Linked DNA regions of Sus scrofa: region 1 is linked to region 2. Evidence: chromatin contacts called from public promoter capture Hi-C data. All regions are on one chromosome and are shown on one strand. Each heading gives the region's core, a stretch centred on a gene start, on an enhancer-like site or on the middle of the called end of the contact. The rest is flanking DNA. Distances are from core to core; before and after follow the strand shown. Region 1 holds the start of GCLC (glutamate--cysteine ligase catalytic subunit). Region 2 has its middle 27 kb from the start of KLHL31.

Region 1 (4,483 bases), core at 992-3,491, 94 kb before region 2:
CACCTGGGCAGTCCTCACAATCTCAATTCTTCCCTTTGTGTCAGGCTGCCTATTTCCCAGTGGACTGTCAATACATGCAAACAGGAATTTTATTCTTTTTGAAAATCCTGCACTCTACCCAGACATGACTGAAGCAGAATTTAACAGGAGTTCCCATTGTAGCTCCTAGGAAACAAACCCAAAAGTATTAATGAGGATGAGGGTTTGATCCCTGGCCTCGCTCAGTGGGTTAAGGATGCAGTGTTGCCTTGAGCTATGTATGGTGGAGGTCAAAGACGCTGCTCAGATGTGGCATTGCTGTGGTGTAGACCGGCAGCTCTGATTCGACCCCTAGCCTGGGAACTTCCATATGCCACACCTGCGGCCCTAAAAAATAAAATATACCAACAAATGAGCAGCATGTTTAAATCTAAAATAATCTAGATAGTACAGAGGATAGATAATAAAATACACCTGATACACAAATGAATATATATGATGGCAGATGCTGTAAAAAAAATTAATTAGCTTTAGACTAAAAGCAAAGAATTATCACCAAACACATACCCTAGCCCTTTTCTGTCCAATAAAGTACAGAAAATCACTTGGTGCATAAACATGAATTACCAGCCTTACTTTTCTAGCTTAAAACAGCACAATTCCTTCAACTTAAGAGGCAGAATCATTTTCCACTCACAGAAAAACTAACTTTTTGCAGGGAGAGATTCCGGACGGACACAGCAGCACCATGACACTTAGGTCAATAGTGATTACACTGACCAGAAGATAAATTATTTACACCTGAGCAAGCTCTGGGCAGCAAAAGGTAAAAACATGAAAAATACAGATGGACTTTTCGAGAAGTCATTTGATTATGTGAACTATAATACACGTGACTTTTAAAGACAGGAGGGGAAGGCATAAACGTCTTTTCGCGAGAAAAGACTAAATCTAACAGGAGGCAATGCTTTCCAGATCATTCCAATGACAATGGTTCAACACAGTGAGAATCTACGGACGTTACACTGAAACAGCACACATGTGGAAGCACGGATTCAGAAAGTTTCTATGCTAAATCTAGGCCATGAAAAGGCGCTAACAAAGCCGAATTTTGAAGCTCTAGCAGTCTGCATTTAGAATTAAAAAGGACCAGGAAGATTCCTCTCCTTTAGGAAAGCTGAGCCATAATTTGTTTCAACTTTTACCTATAAAGTGGTGGTGGTGCAAGGTGGCTGATAAGCTGGAGGTTTAACAGGTACCTGGAGGAGGTGGGGCGCAAGTGAATCCTGAAACCTGATTCTCAACAGCAACCGGCCTTCTTCATGTTAACGGCATTTTGAGACAGAACGGTGGGTCGCTAGGCGGTCGCCTAACACCCCAGCCTGAAAACTCCTCCAGGCACCCAGTATCACACTTTTCCACGCTTATACCCTCCCAGCGCCTATCCGCATTTGCTGAATGGAGAGGAACCCCGAATGAATGAATGGAAAAGAGAAGTCTGGCCAGAGACTCGGAGCAGGGGCCTGGACAGCCCTGGGCGGTGCTGGACCCTCGCGGGAGCGGCGGGGACCCTCGGGGCAGCGCAGGGCGCGAGCTGCCCGGGGCCGGGGCCGCGTCTCGCGGAACAAAGGGGCGCGGGGTGGCGGGGGTGCTCACCTCGTCGCCCCACTTGAGCACGTCCTTGTGCCGGTCCTTGACGGCGTGGTAGATGTGCAGGAACTGGAGGATCCCGTGCCGTCGCACGTGGTCGGCGTGGCGCTGGGTCTCCTCCCAGCTCAGGGGCGAGCCCTGGGACAGCAGCCCCATGGCCGCCCCCTATCCTGGTCCCCCGGGCTAGTGGCGGCCGCTCCGGGCTCCGGGCGCGCAGCCCGGGCCGGACACTCAGCTGCCCGCAGAAGGCGAGGGCGGCTTGGCCCCGCGGGGGCGCCCTCGGGCCGCAGTCGGCAGAATGAGGGTCCGGTCCGCTCCTGGGCACGGGGTCCTCGCCGCTCGGGCGACCGACCCAGACGTCCGGCGCACCGCGCGGACAGAAGCGGACGGGAGGGGAGGCTGGGTGGCCCTCTGCCCGACGGCCTGGACCCTCGCCCGCTCGAGTCCCGCCCCGCTCCTGCTCCGAGGCGGCGGCGGCGGCCCCCACAGCCGCGGTGCGCCGGCAGCTCCCGCTTCTCTTTGCCGGTGTCGTGCTCTAGCTTCTTCCTACTTATGACCAAAACCTGCGCCGCCGCGGAGCATGCCCAGTCCGCCTACCCACTAGCTCGCCGCTCCCGTGAGCGATCCGCAGCTCCGGATTTTATAGACTGCGGGCGGGGGCGGGGAAAGGAGGCGGTGCAAGAGAGGAGGCGTGGCCGATCGCCCCCAGGGGCCTAGGGAGGAGGCGGGGGAGGAGTGCATAGGCGTGGTTAGGGCGGAGTCCAAGGGGAGGGGCTCGGCGGCGAGGAGCCGGGTCAGCCTCGTTTTAAGCAAACGCGCTGTGTGAAAATCCGTTTTCTCTAATCCAAAAAGATAAACTCTGGGTTCGTGAAGAAATTTGATTATTCGAATTAATGAAGAATCCACTAGATATTTTTGTAGGTGAGGAGGGTCTCATAAAAGCGGGGCGAGAGCAGCAGGGTGTGGCAAGAAAATTTGTCTACACGTTTTCAGACATGTATGTATTAAAGTACTTGTGCAGTCTCACTATTTGGTAGCAGATGATACAGACACTATTAATTGCAACAAAAGGGGAGTTGTCAACATCTCCGGAAGGATCGTTAGATGAATCATCTCCAAAGTGTATTCCCCATCCAAACCTAAGATTTATCCATTAAGTGATTAAAATGGTGTTCATGTGAGCTTACCACAGGGGTTAGAAGATACTAGAAAGAACTGGGGTTGGCCCTAGGCTGGCGGGAAAGGGAAGGAACCAGGTATATCTCCCCCAGGTAATTTTAATTGTTCAAAAAAATGTGTGACAGAGCCATGAAATGACAGCTGGGGGGAAATTGACAGCAACTGGATCATACAGGTACTGAGGCCTGAAAGCATGTATTTATTGTGCCCACTTCCCTCATGCCACGAAGTTAACATTTAGCAAGTACTTCTTGACTGCTCTGTGGATATATGATCGAAGTTTATTCTCCCACATCCTTATTGGATGTGCCCATCTAGGAGCTTGGGGATATGGATATGCAGGATCTGTCTGTAATGGTCACAGGTGTGTGTTTGTCTGTGTGTGTGTGTGTGTGTGTGTGTGTGTGTGTGTCTGGAGTGTGGGGTGGCTGTGTATGTATGTTTGGAGTGTTGGGGGGTGTCTGGAGTGTGTGTGGGGGTGTGTCTGGAGTGTGGGTGGGGATGTAATGGTGTTTGAGGCTCAGGAGATGTTTCAATCCCCCTTTTCAACAGCCAGGATGAAAACTAAACCTCATTCTAACTTGTCCACAGCGGGATCTTCCTTGTATTCTGCCCACCACCTCACTAGACCTGTGTGGTCCTGGATTTCTCCCGTTTTTTCTGCTTGGAATTCTCCCTGTGACACGTTCTTTTCATTCTTTGAGTCCCAGTTACTCCTCTCTGTACTTTGGTTATATCTGTACATGTCTCTATTTCTACATTATGATAGAATCATTAAAAAAAAAATCTCTATACTATATACTAGTTCCCTCTGGAATAGAGAGGATTTATGCCTTTTGTACCTTTAAAACTGCTTGGTATAAACATTAGCTTCCTATGGAAGGCAGGCCATGTGGGGGTGGAGAGGGACGACATTGTTGGTCACATCCAGGTAAAGTGTCCAAAGGATCATTTTGTAGTTCTCACAATCTCATCTCACATATGCATACCTTGCATTGTTTAACACAATAGCCATCAGCCACAGGTGGCTGAGCATTTGAAATGTGGCTAATTTGAGAAACTAAATTTTAGTTTTAATCTACAAAAATATAAAATCGATATTCCATTTGGTTTCTGGAAAACTTCTAAGTAAATTTGGAACAGGTTGAGAATGTGAATCCACTTCTTCATCAGTTAGTTTCATGAAATTGAATTACAGGTCAAGTGTTTCCAAAGAAAATTTAGTGGACTGGAGATGTGCTGAGTGTAATACAAACACCAGATTCAAAGAGTTAATACACAAAAAGAAAAGAAATATCTCATTACTAATTTTATATTGATTACATATTATACCAGTACTCTGGATATGTTATAGTACATTACTTAATATAGTATATTGTTTCTTTTTAGTTTTTAAAAGTGGCTAACAGAAAATTTAAGGTTATATGTGTGGTTCGAATTCCATTTAACTGTAACACAAGTGTAGACATTCACACTTTGCAAAGCACACACTTTTCCACTACACCTGCAGCCTACCTCAAAGCTAGTCTCTTGGAAAAGTGTCAGTTTCATTTTAATAAGGAAACAGACAGGGGCATTTCAGTAGTAGACTAAATTCTAGTCTAGCCAAAGCTCTAAACGATACTGAATGTATTGAGAGCTAATAACTATAATTTTGAGTCACTCTGCCTCTGAT
Region 2 (4,274 bases), core at 919-3,418:
TTTATTTTGATTTATCTTTCAGAGAGTCTGTGACTTTTAAAGTCAAATGGAAGTGAGCATTTTAATACTTTTCCTCTTTTTGTTAGGCGAATTCAGGGCCAGTGCCGAAGGCAGTTTGGCAAACAGTCAGCCGGGTAGTATGACTACAAAACCTGATACGTCAGCTGTTGTTCTACTGTATTAGCGGCATCTTTGGGTGCTATGCACTCATGAGATATAACAAAGCAGTGTATTGTCTACACTCTTCTGAATATATGGCTAGTGCTCACATAACTCCTTTTGTCTTGGTCTGTGCCTGTCAGAGGGGAATTCTCTGGAGTCTTTGTTTTCCTGTAGAGCTTTCCTCTCTAATTTGATCTGTGTTTGATGACATGGATATGAAGAACACCCTGCACCTGGCATTAGGATTGCACAGAGGCGCTGCTAAGTCATTCTGACCTGCTCACCTGTTCCCATGGGCCTGCCTGGGTCCAGGTAAGGAAATTTCCCAGGAAGGATTGTACTAGCTAACAGGTGCTGAGGGCTTCCTAGGTGCCAAACACTCCTCTCGGTGCTGACAGCAGATAATGCTGTACATCCTCACGAGCACCCTGTGAGGCAGGTGCCACTGCTCCCCTCACTTGACAGCCCAGGAATATGATTTACAGCAATAATACGTAAAATGTGCTGGCCACAAGGCTGGTGGGGGCTGGAGCTCCGAGGATGCACCCAGGGTGTCTGGCTGCCAAGTCCTACCTTGGATTTCTAACCTGGGAAATACTCCCACCCTGGATCTGAATGTTGTAATGTCCTCCTCATGGAACATTTGTGTTTTTTATCCTTTTTAAACTAATGCAACATTTGGGACTGTGTGCTTGGCCAGTGTTGCAGGATCGTCTTTGCAAAAAGGGGACAAAATTAGATGGCCTCTGGAGTCCAGCTCAAGGGCTCATGATTGGATGATGTTACAGAGGTCTCTCACTCTTGGAATAATGTAGGCCATGTGGGCACCATTTTTAAGAAGTTACATTTTTTCCAACTAAGCACACACCCTCGATACACCATAACATTCTCAAATTTTAATTTTTTTAAATCATGCTATATTATACAATAAAATTAGTGATAGTGACCATTTGTAGGTCTGTTTCCTTACAGTACATATGTGTGTGTGTGTCAGAGACCCAGGAACAGAGAAGGCTGGAGTCTAGTGCCCTTTGGGGGAGCTCCTGCAGGCCTCTAGCTCCCACTGCTGGAGTGGTCAAGAGGGAAGAGAATTAAGGGAAAGGATGGGTCAGAAATGTTTCTAGGGTGGGTTCAATCCCATTGTCTCCAGTACCCCTGTCTATAAAAAAAAAATTAACTCTTTTATCCTAAAATGACTTTCATAGATCATGTAACCTATTTATAGAATGCCTCAACTGAAACATAAAGAAAAAATAAGAGAAGTTCCCTTGTGGCTCAGGGGGTTGACTGGCCGTTGTTGGGACCTATGCTACGGCTGCAGCAAGGGTTCTGCCCTTGGCCCAGGAACTTCCACATGCCACTGTGTGGCCCCCCAGATTTTTTAAAAATATTTTTTTAAATAAAGCGAAAAAATAAAAGGAATGAGAATTAAGTAGTTCGATATTCTCAGGATCAATAAAGTCATAGTGGTGTAGCTCAAATGCTTGCACCCATCCGTGCATCTCTGCAAAGCCACAAGGGCAGAGATGCGCTGATTCAAGAGTGTCTGTGTGACTCACTCACCACCAGCAGCCTTTACCACAGTAGCTGAGCTCTTCCGGTGGTGAAGAAGTTAAGTTACAAGCATAAAAACCTATATTCATCCTCTGATTTTTTTTTTAAAAAAAAGAATGGACAGCAAAGCAACACACAATTTTCCTTCTAATCAAACGGCTTACTGGGATAGTCAGCCTATATCAAAACCAAGCAAAAATATTCTTTGTTAACAGGGAGAGTAGAGTTGAGTCCTGGATCTGGCTGGCACCTTCCTGAATTAGTGCCACAGTTAAGCAGGGTGTGGACTCTTCTTTGAGACATGGGACTGGCCCATGGAGTCCACGATATCTGCCATATCCGCAACCTGCAAGTGTTGGGACAAACCACCACCCCATTGGATTTTCCTGACACTCTCCAGGGCTGTCATGCTCCATCCACCCCCACCTCAGATGAGCACTTCCTCAGTCACAGACACGCTCTCTGCCCTGTCTTCTCGTCTGTCTGCCTCTCCCTCCCCCGTCTCCCTCCTTCCTCTGTCCCTCTGCCGCCCTTTCCTTCATCTTACGTGTCCTCTTACCTTCTCCCAAAGTTGCTTTCCTTTCCTCATCTCCTCCGCCTTCATCAGGAGGTGATGCTTCTTCCAGGAGTAGAGTTGAGGGCTTCTTATCTCTTGTGGATCATAGATCTTTTAAAGGTGGCCTCCTGCGGGCTTCCCAGCCCTGAGCCTCCTGACACTGCTCTCTCTGACTCCGTTTCTCATATTCCTTTTTTTTTAATATTCAAATTTTGATCTGTAATTTCAGCTGTTAAGGCCAGAAAATACTGTCCGAGAAACACAGTGTATATATATATAAGAGCCTTAACCCTTTAATATAGATTTCACATAGACCCTTTTTTACAAAAAAAAGAAATTGAAGTTGATTTACAATGTTGTGTTAGTTTCAGATGTACAGCTCGGTAATTCAGTTACACATGCATACATATATATTTTTTCTTTTTCAGATTCTTTTCCTTTATAGGTTATTTCAGAATATTGAGTATAGTTCCCTGTGCTCTATAGTAGGTCTCTGTTGGTTATCTATTTTGTGTATAGTAGTGTGTAGCTGTTAATCCCAATTTATCCCTTAGCTGTTAATCCTAATTTGTCCCTTCCCCCCGTATAGACTCTTAAGCACGAAACAATGGCTAAAATATATGGCTGATTTATTATAGGACCAGCACTGTGCCATGTGCTTTAATATACATTATTGGTTTTGATTACTACGTTAACTGCTTTTTACAGATAAGGACTGAGACTTTAGGAAATTAAATGATAGGCCAAGGACAGAATGTATGTTCTAAGCAAGGGGCGCTAGAGAAACAGCTCCCATCCTCAGAGAATAGCTCCCTGATGCAGGACAAAAAACTGGCATAGAGGAGTTCCCGTTATGGCGAGGTGGAAACAAATCCAATTAGCATCCATGAAGATGCAGGTTCTACCCTGGCCTTGCTCAGTGGGTTGGGGATCTGGAGTTTGCCATGAGCTGTGGTATAGGTTGCAGACACACCTCGGCTCCCACGTTGCTGTGGCTGTGGTGTAGGTCGCCCCCTAGCTTGGGAATCCATATACCGCAGGTGCAACCCTCAAAAGAAAAAGAAAAAGAAAAAAAAAAAAAAGAAAATCCTGCATAGAAATGGAACTTGACTGTTAGTATTTATTGGATATTGCCTGTGTCATCAGGTGTGCTCCACATGCATTGTGTTATTAATCCCTTCAGTAACCCTGTAACGACCATGCTATTGTTAGCATGGCCACCATAGCCTCCCCCTTACAGGTAAGGGACTGAGGCAGAAAGTTTGCTAGTAAGTAGCAGGGTGGAGATTCAGACTCAGGCAGACTTCCTGGGGGCCTGGGTTCTCCTTACCCACTAAACTGAGGGACTTCCAGAGAGGCCGCTATTTCTGGCATCTGGGCACAAGGAGGAGCTGCACTTAAGCTGAGTTTAGGGAGGAGAGGAATTTCTGTAGGTGGAGGTGAGAAGTACAACAGAGTAGGGAGGGCCTCACAGGTGTGCAGATCACTGGGAGAAAGTGGGAACCCTGGGCTGTCAGGCAGGCAGCATTTTCTTTTTTAAAATTTTAGAAGATTGATTTTTTTTTTCCCAGTTGAATATTGAAGAGAATGAACTTGACTGTTGAGCATTTGTGATTAGAATAAATATATCCTTATCTGCTCTGGATGGCGGTTAAAACAATTTGGTAGAAACATTACTGTAGGGAATTCCTGTCGGTACAGAAACGAATTTGACTACGAACCATGAGGTTGCTGGTTTGATCCCTGGCCTTGCTTAGTGGGTTAGGGATCCGGCTTTGCTGTGGTGTAAGCGGGCAGCTATAGCTCCGATTTGACTCCTAGCCTGGAAACCTCCATATGCCACAAGTGTGGCCCTAAAAAAAAAAAAAAAAGAAAAAAAGAAAACGTTACTGTCACTTCTCCTTGGTGCTCTGAGCACCATGTGTATACTGGGAGGGTCTGAAGGCAGGAGCTGGAGTCCAAGTCCAGATTCCACCCTGAGGATCCTGAGCCTGTGACTTCA

The links. Promoter capture Hi-C pulls out the DNA fragments that hold promoters and counts their contacts.
Region 1: a promoter capture Hi-C map of fetal liver shows a contact between it and region 2, with 2.9 times the contacts expected there. The contact joins the promoter of GCLC here to the enhancer-like site in region 2. A contact is called at or near these places in 3 of 5 promoter capture datasets (fetal liver and liver), 15 of 47 Hi-C or Micro-C datasets (alveolar macrophages, embryonic fibroblasts, fetal liver and 6 more) and 2 of 2 datasets of contacts at active chromatin or transcription factors (alveolar macrophages and skeletal muscle).

Annotation. Positions count from the first base shown.
Region 1 is chr7:27,207,326-27,211,808 of Sscrofa11.1, reverse strand. It overlaps GCLC (glutamate--cysteine ligase catalytic subunit), which reads right to left and starts at 2,241. Exons shown (of 16, transcript XM_003482164.4): 1 at 1,636-2,241. The coding sequence starts at 1,785.
Region 2 is chr7:27,113,270-27,117,543 of Sscrofa11.1, reverse strand. No RefSeq gene overlaps it. Among named protein-coding and RNA genes, the nearest start is that of KLHL31, 27 kb to the right of the region's middle. Within about 2 kb of position 2,168, at least 19 of the 83 cell types and tissues checked have an H3K27ac peak or open chromatin away from gene starts, as enhancers often do. A contact at or near this core is called in alveolar macrophages, fetal liver and retroperitoneal adipose tissue, where this site is marked.